Linked DNA regions of Mus musculus: region 2 is linked to region 1. A link is a contact called in public HiChIP or PLAC-seq data. All regions are on one chromosome and are shown on one strand. Each heading gives the region's core, a stretch centred on a gene start, on an enhancer-like site or on the middle of the called end of the contact. The rest is flanking DNA. Distances are from core to core; before and after follow the strand shown.

The links. HiChIP or PLAC-seq counts read pairs in DNA pulled down with a chosen protein or histone mark.
Region 2: an HNF4G HiChIP or PLAC-seq map of pancreatic cancer cells shows a contact between it and region 1. The contact joins the enhancer-like site here to the promoter of Slc35d1 in region 1. A contact is called at or near these places in 4 of 39 promoter capture datasets (embryonic stem cells, liver and macrophages), 7 of 484 Hi-C or Micro-C datasets (the G1E-ER4 cell line, liver, pancreatic cancer cells and 1 more), 2 of 115 datasets of contacts at active chromatin or transcription factors (embryonic stem cells and pancreatic cancer cells) and 2 of 9 other capture datasets (adipose tissue and pancreatic islet).

Annotation. Positions count from the first base shown.
Region 1 is chr4:103,213,494-103,217,646 of GRCm38.p6, reverse strand. It overlaps Slc35d1 (solute carrier family 35 (UDP-glucuronic acid/UDP-N-acetylgalactosamine dual transporter), member D1), which reads left to right and starts at 2,471. Exons shown (of 12, transcript NM_001356276.1): 1 at 2,471-2,983; 2 at 3,555-3,588; 3 at 3,690-3,776. The coding sequence starts at 2,781. It overlaps Gm46864 (a long non-coding RNA gene), which reads right to left and starts at 2,704. Exons shown (of 3, transcript XR_001784379.1): 1 at 2,650-2,704.
Region 2 is chr4:103,263,608-103,267,760 of GRCm38.p6, reverse strand. 4921539E11Rik (RIKEN cDNA 4921539E11 gene) reads left to right here. Exons shown (of 9, transcript NM_027612.1): 4 at 1,309-1,421. Among named protein-coding and RNA genes, the nearest start is that of 4921539E11Rik, 25 kb to the left of the region's middle. Within about 2 kb of position 2,405, at least 26 of the 459 cell types and tissues checked have an H3K27ac peak or open chromatin away from gene starts, as enhancers often do. A contact at or near this core is called in pancreatic cancer cells and trophoblast stem cells, where this site is marked.

The DNA of each region.
Region 1 (4,153 bases), core at 1,222-3,721:
CACTACTTAACTCCAGCTCTGTGTGTGCCCACTATAAAGTATTCACATACACAAGCACACATGAAGAACAATACATCTTAAAGAACAATAATTACAAAGATTTTTCTGGTAGTAATTCTACCCAGAAAGGTGTAAAATTTACCAACCCACAAATTGACCTTTCAAAACAGAGCAGATTCATATCTCAGATTCATATTCAGCGTAACCTTTACAATCCTATGCAGATTCATAACTCATTGAAAGTAGTCACTGTAGCCTTTGCAACCCTATAACTCCTTCACATATTTCAGCATGGAGATTATTGTGTCAAATAATGTAAAATCTCCCATACATAGTTTTGTAATTAATATTACCGAGATTAAGAAATAGGTCTGAGTACTTAAAATAACAAAAACCATCCTAATTCTAATTACTCATGCTTTAGGGGAGACATGTACCTCTGTAGGCACCAAGTGACAATCTTTGATCACCGGATTCCACAGCCTTTTACAGAGGCCCATTGTAGCCCAGTCATTATCAGGAGTGAGAGAACCCATGGTAGGTAGACCTTGGCCTGTGACGGGCCTTACTAAGTATCTGTTAATTTTTGTAAATATGGTTTTAGGCAGAGAAAAACATTGTTTCCTAGCCCCATAATTTTACATTTATTTCCATTTTGGGTAACTTGGATACATGGGAACAACCGTCAATGTGACTGAATCAGGAAGACAGGCCTTTAGCACAGAGCTCATGCTGCAGACACCAGCCTTCAGTTAGCACTTGCCCTCCTTTGTCCTTCTGTCTCTTCGGCTGTCCATAAGGCCCATGCTGTCCATGGACAGTGGTTTTCACCTCTCCAGGACCAGTGATCAAGGCACCATCTTAGAATCAGAGGGCTTAGGCCTTAACAGAGACACCCGATGGGGCGGTGCTTTTTGATTTTGCATTTCTTATTCTCCAAAACCATCCAGAATGTTTGTTCTCTATAAATGGTCCAGTCACGGGCAATATGTAATGGTAGCACGGACAGAGTAAGACATTCTCTAAAAGCAGTGCACGGGATGGGAAGGGCACAGAGGGAGAGGTCACTTTTTATAAGGCATGAAGGGGATCTCTGGAGACAGGCTCCCCAGAAAACAGGCACCGTTTTGCCCAATATAGAAGGAAAAGTAATAATTCAAGAAGAGATGAGGGAGGGGCATTGTGAAATGGAAGTGAAGAAAGAGAGATGTGAGCCTTGTTGTTGATTTAGCTACAACTCAGGAAAGGGGAAAAGCCAGGCATCTGGAGGTGCGGGCAAAGGAGGTTACCAACAGTCAAGGATGCCATGCTGGCTGCCAGGAATTCCAGTTCTGAGACACGGTACAGGGTGCATGTACCTTGAACACATTGTGTAACTGGCCTAAGCCAGTCACGGATGGGTAAATACTGTGCGATTGCTCATCTGTGTGATATACAGAATAGTCAGATTCACAGAGATTGACAGCACAACACAGGTTACTTGGTTTTGAGGAGGGGAGTAGAGAACAGGAAATGATTGCTTCGTTCCCACAAGAGTTTCCATCTGACACGGTGAATGTTTTGGGGAGGGTGCCTGGTGAGAGTTGCACATCCAAGGATTAAAACAATAAACTGATATTTTTACCACAGTTTAAAAAAAAAAAAAAAGACACTTAAGAAGATGGGAAGTTTGGGGGAATAATTCAAAACTTTCTAAAAGTAGGAATGTAACGTCCTTGCTTCAACAGGTATTCTTTGCTTGTGTGACTGCACTGTGTCAAGAAAACAGAACTGGCTTTACACAACAGAGGTCGTGAGATGAAGGTGCAGAGACCATCGAATCTGCCTAAGAGCACAGGGAATGTTTCAAACAGTCCTAAAACCGGAACAAAGCTTTAGGCTCCAAACACCTTGCACTTTTTACTATTCCAGGAGCGGCTTATTGCAACACTTTCCTCATCCTTGCCTTTTCTGGATATACCAGCTAAAACAAACAAGCAAAAAACAACAAAAAGAATTTCAGAAGCATGAGAGGTCTCACTTTGCAGAATGAAATCTTTGTTTACTGTTGAATCATGTTTGATACTTTGTGTGACCTTTGACCCCTCGGCAAGTGAGGCCAAAAAAAGAGCTTTCGGGATAACTGAGGATGCAACAGGGGCATCACTTCTCTGCCAGCCACACGTTAGAAAGGAGGGAGGTACTTCTAGGCCTGCAGCCCAGCTCCCGCAAAACCCCCATGCTCCCCGCAGGGGGACCCAGCGCGCCTTCGTGCGCAGGCGCAACTCTGTGCTCGCCAGCCCGGCTCAGTGGTCCCCCAGCAGTGTCCCGGCTGCTCCCGGAGCCCATGCCGGGTCCCCAGCCCCGCCGAGCCAGCCCCGGCCCTTCCCTGACCCCGCGAGGCACCATGCCAGGGCAAAGTCCCCGAGGGTGTGAACCCCAGTGTCCCAACCCCTGGGCGGGGACGGGCGGCGGCAGTGCGGGGAGCTGTGGGCAGCACAACCCGCGAAGCCCTGCCGCGAGCCGCCGGGTCCTTCCCGAGCCTCCGCCGCCACGCTAGGCCCGCAATCGCGGAGCCCCGGAGCTCAGGGCCCGCGCCCCGCACCGCCAGGCCCGCTCCCGCAGCCGGGGTCCCGCCACGCCAGGCCCGCGCTCCTCCGCGCCCCGCACCGCCAAGCCCGCTCGGCACCGCGCTCCGCACCGCCAGGCCCAGACCCCCGCCGCCGCGCCGCTCCGCCGCCCCGCTCGCTCGCAGGCCCGTTGCGGCAGCCACCGCCACCGCCGCCGGCGCCACCGCCGCCATGGCGGAAGTCCACAGACGTCAGCATGCTCCGGTTAAAGGAGAAGCCCCCGCGAAATCCTCCACACACAGAGATGAGGAGGAGCTGGGGATGGCGCCGGCCGAAACGCTAACGGTGTTCCTGAAGCTGCTGGCCGCCGGTTTCTACGGCGTGAGCTCCTTCCTCATCGTGGTGGTCAACAAGAGCGTGCTCACCAACTACAGGTGGCCGGGCTGGCGGGCGGCGGCTGCGGCGCGGCGGGCAGGGACGGGGGTTCGAGCCCACCCGGGGATACCCTCGGCCACGCTCCCCGCCGCACTGGCCAGGGCTGGGGGTGAAGGGGGAAGGCACAACGAGGCCGGTGCCCAGGGACTAGCGACCCGCGCGGCTGACAGCCCCGGGACCGGCGCGGCCGCACGCCCACGCGCCGTCGCCGCTGTCACTGAGACTCCGGGGCAGAAGTTTGTATGTGTGTGTCTTGTGTTTCCCCTCAAGAGTCATTTAAAAGATTTAAAACCGTTGACGAGGTCTCCGCGGCTTAACTTTCTGGAAAAATCCGTTGCAGGAAGCTGAAGGGAATTGTAAAAAAAAACAGGACAAGACCAGACAAGTGGTCGCCCTAGGCTACAAAATCTAAGATTTTTTTTTTAATTTTTTGTTTTTTATTGGAGGGGCAGGCATCGCTGTGGGTTGAATCAGAACGCATTTTAAGGCTGACAGTGTGGGAGTTGAATTCCCTGTGCTCTGAGGACGTTCTGGCCGTTTTTAACCCCCTTTTCTTTACCCCTTTTGTAGATTTCCATCCTCGCTATGTGTTGGACTTGGCCAGGTTAGTTGGAATCTCGGGCATCCCGTGGTCTGTGTTGTCAGAAGTTCTGTGTGTGTCTTTCTATGCAGAACAGTGCATCTGTGTGTGTTCTCTGTTTGCAGATGGTGGCCACGGTAGCGGTTCTCTGGGTGGGAAAGACACTCAGAGTAGTCAAGTTTCCTGACTTCGACAGAAATGTACCTCGAAAGGTAAACAAACGTGAGAAAGAAGGGATACTTTATTTTATAAAAAGGAGCCATTCTGTGGCTTAAGGGCGGAAAAAAAAATCAGCGTCTTGAATATTTAAAAATGCAGTCTAGCTCCCACCCTAGTCTCCGAGTGCATATAGCAAAGCTAGAGAAAACAGGCCACAGGGCACCCAAGACGACAACGTCTCTGGAAGATGAAGATAGAAAATCCTTCTCTTCATTAAGGAGTTTCTGGGAACAGATCTGCCCACTCTAGCCACGATCTTCTGCTTCCTTTATTCCCTATTTATTTATTTATTGGAGGTGGTGGTGTTGGGAGTGTTTTCTTTCATATTCTTTTCTATGATTCTGTGAGACTCCATGTGATGCCGAAATGT
Region 2 (4,153 bases), core at 1,156-3,655, 50 kb before region 1:
ACTCTGAGGTTGAAGACCTGAGAGCCTGAGGGAAGGTGGGAGAACTTTTGTCTTGGAGCCCAAAGGTCAAAGAATCTAGAATCCTGGTATCCAAGAACAAGCAGAGCGAGTGTGTTCTTCAGAGGAGAGCAGAAGCCGAGTTTGTTTTAGTTAGACTCCCAAAGGTCGGGTGGGACTCACCCATCTGCAGACAGATCCCCTTCAGTCTAGTAATTCTTGCACCTACCTGGTCTAGAAACACTCTACAGACCTATCCAGAAATAATTATTTGCCAGTTCTTTAGGTAATCCTGTATCCAGTCAACTGGCACCTAAATCAACTATCATATTGTTACCAGGGTTATTAGGGTCAGAACTCGGTCCCGGGAACCTTAACAAGTTAGGCTCAGCCACCCATCTATAATACATCATACAAAGAAATTACAGTAAAAGGTTGAGAAAGCAGAGTTACTCGCTGTGGCCACACTAAGTGGGAAAACAAATAAATCAGTTAGGTCCAGGGTCAATTCTTCCCAACACACACACACACACACACACACACACACACACACTTTCAGGGTCCTGACATGGGGTTTCAGTTTAAATAGAGGGCAAGAGGTGTACATTGCTAAGCAACCGTGCTCAAGGTGTGGTCATGCCCATCCTTTCTGCCTCATCTCCAGAGATCCCCAAAGGTGGACTGACAATCTACCAGCACTGGGTGAAGTCTCTTTCTCAGAAACCTGTTCTTCCTCTGGCTGGTGCTAGACTTCAGCCCTCTCCTTTGCTCAGTGTGGGACTTTTTGAGAAATTTCAGGTTTTGTTTTGTTTTGTTTTGTTTCGTTTCGTTTTGTTTTGTTTTGTTTTGTTTTGTTTTGAGTCCATCGTTTCAAGGACTCTAGTGCAAGTTTCCCTCCTTAGACTATCTTTGCTCCTGCTGGGACAGTTGCAATACCTAGAAAAATGAGTTACAATAAAGTTGCCCATGTACTACATAGATGCCGTCATCCTCCCTGCTAGATGAACTGTCCCTGAGTCCATACATCACCACTTTCCACTCAAATCTTTCCCAAATATCTTAAAGACATGAGTTATGATGTGTGTTCTGGTCAGCTTGTGAACACTGGCGTCCCATGTGCATGGGTTCCTACCCTGGCAGTACTACCCCGCTGACTACCAGCAACACTTCAGGCTTCTTCTCTAGTCAGTCTCAGCCTTCTGCCTGCGATCTGCAAAACAGGAGTGTTTATATTTCTCCAAATTTGTATTTTAAATCTGCTTTGTAAATTTTCTGATTATTTTGATTTAGCACAATTTTCATTTCTTCCAGGTCTGTGTCTTTCAAATATAAGCCTAACAACTCCAGAAGTGATCTTGAAGAGTCAGATCTAAGACCACCTATTCTTGGAACAATGATAAACTATGAAGAAAGTAAATTAATGGGTAATGCTCTGTGTAGTATAATTACTTCTTTTATTTATGAATGAGTGCTATTAGGTAGTGATTTATTAATTAATCACTCCCTCCTTCTGGTATCTTAACAATATTTTTATTTCTGTTGAGATAATTTGCATAACAAATAATTTTTTATAATTCACTGTAGACATCCTAAACACACACACTCAGACACACACAGAGACACACATACAGACACACACACACACACTCAGACACAGACACACACAAACACACGCACACACAGAGACACATACATACACACACACACACAGACACAGAGAGACACACACATACACGCACACACAGACACACAGACACACAGACACACACACACACACACACACACACACACACACTATTTCGATGTAATCTTACTTTATTGCCCAGACTGAACTTGAACTTGTGGCTTCAGGAGATCTCTCTGGCTCATCTTCTCAGGTAACTGAGACTCCAAACATACACTGTCACACCTGGCTCACAATACATTTTTATGAATATATTTTTACGTTGATAGGGTTTTTTTCATTTCTTTCCTGGGGAAACATGAAGGAATAGCAACTCAACCCAGCCAGATAGGGCACTAACAGACCAAGAAGAAAGATTTCATCCAAGTCTAGCTTGATGAATCAAAAATTCACTCGGATTATTTCCACAGATGTACATGGGTGAGAGGCTACCTATAGGAGCATGGTATGGTGACTATTGCCAGGACACTCCCAGGAAGCCCCTCTTCCAGCAGCTACACTATTGAAGAGCCCTAACCCTGTCAGCCTTCCCACCTTCTGTATTTACTGGGACCCCTTTTTCCCAGACCACACACGTCTTGGGACAGGGATGGGAGGAGGGGTGAGAGTGGTGACTGGAATCTCACCAGAGAGCCCAGTGACCCTGCCCTCTCCTAGGAAGGACCGGTAATAGCTTTCTGCCATAGGCACACCCCTCATTGTATTGTCCTTATTTCTTTACACACAGAGGTCAAGATTTCCCATGTGTCACCACATGAGTCATGATGGCCAATGGTCAAGTCACACCTAGAGGAAATACATCCACCACAAAGTTAGTTTCTTCATCTGGAAGGAAATGGCAACTTTCCTTTTAACTCAACCCTAAGACTTCCCTTGAATTTTTAAAATAAGAGTCAATTATGAATCATTTCTTTAATAGAAACATAGTTACAGGATTAGAAATGTTAGGACTCCGTGGTGGGAGATCCCACATTTCATAGATGCTCTGAGGATATGAGCATTGTCTGTTACTTCTGTTTTTCTGTCATATTCAACCAGGCGATTACGGTGTCACCAGCCTCCTTGACAAAAGCTTCTGCCTACACTCTGCCCCATATTGCCTTACATCTGTGTTGTGCTCTGTAAGTTTTCTAAAAATGCACTTGGCCTTTATACGTGTGGCCTTTGCTCTCTCCATTCCTGCTTAAATAGCAACTCACTCCAATCAGGCTCCCTCCCTCGCAATTCTCCTTAAAATACACTGATCAGTGTTGCCAGAGGCCTGGTGCTAGCTAAATCCAAACAGCATTTTTCATTTCCATTTTCTTCTTCTCTAGACTCAGCTCATTGATCATTCCCTCCTTTTTAAAACTTTCCACTTTAAGCTTTTGGGACTGTTGATACCAAACGCACCTCTCATTCAAAAAAAAAAATAAAAAATAAAAAACAGTTTAATTTTTACCCAAATATGAGTTACCATGGCTTAAGAACATGGACTTAGATTGCCCCAAATAGCATGCTCCAATGTCAAAAATTTTGACGTTATCACACCTAAGCAACAAAACAAAGTTGTAAACTAAGTCTTTTTCTGACTCTTGCTAGGATTGTTAAGTGGGCAAGTGAGGGAATCTCAGCTAGGGTTTTCACATGTTATCTGATAACTTCCTTCCTTTGGGGAAGGTGGAATCTTGTGGTTGGCTAAGTTAACACATTCAGAAAAGTTTTATCAAGGATGTTTGGTCAAACACACAGAAGTGGGCAATGAATGGTTGTGGAATGTCTAACCAGAACACCAGAGACTGTACATCTGTCACCATAGAAACCAAAGAGCAAGGACTTGAATCTTGAAAGTTCATCTTATGTAGAGAGTCAGCAATATTGGAAGCCACAGGGAATCTGCCTCAAGCCGGCTCCTGCTGGTGTATTGTCTAGGGAACGTGGACAGAGGCTATTAATCACTTCAAAGTTTTGTCTTGAGCTTCGGGTTGGGGAGCCAGCCTGTCCCTGAGATTCATGATGTTAGTACTTTTCTTATCGCTCCCTGCACCTTCCCGTCATTATCAGCTCTCTCTGTAGGGAGACGCTTACATACACCTAAGGCTTCCAAGTCCTGCATTTTTCCTGAGTCATCACCCGGGCTATATCTACATGAAAGGTTAACTCAGAACAAACAAAGCATGAGCAGTGTGCCTGGCTGCGCTGCTTCTAATGCATGATAGCAAGTATGAATATGTTCTCATACTAGAATACAAAGGACCCATATCTGATTCCTATTCTTTCCTATTGTTCATAATAACTCATATTGGCCTCACAAGAAATACAGCATCTGCAGCCGGGCATATAGTGGTTAGCTCAGCGTCTGAGCAGCAAGGGAAGCTGTGTAAGTCAGAGCCCATTTATAACAGCAGCCAGCTACGCAGAGGAGCAGAAACAGTCAGAAAGTGGAAAGCTGCTCAGGGCCAGGAAGGCTAAGGAGCCAGGAGGCACAGGAGA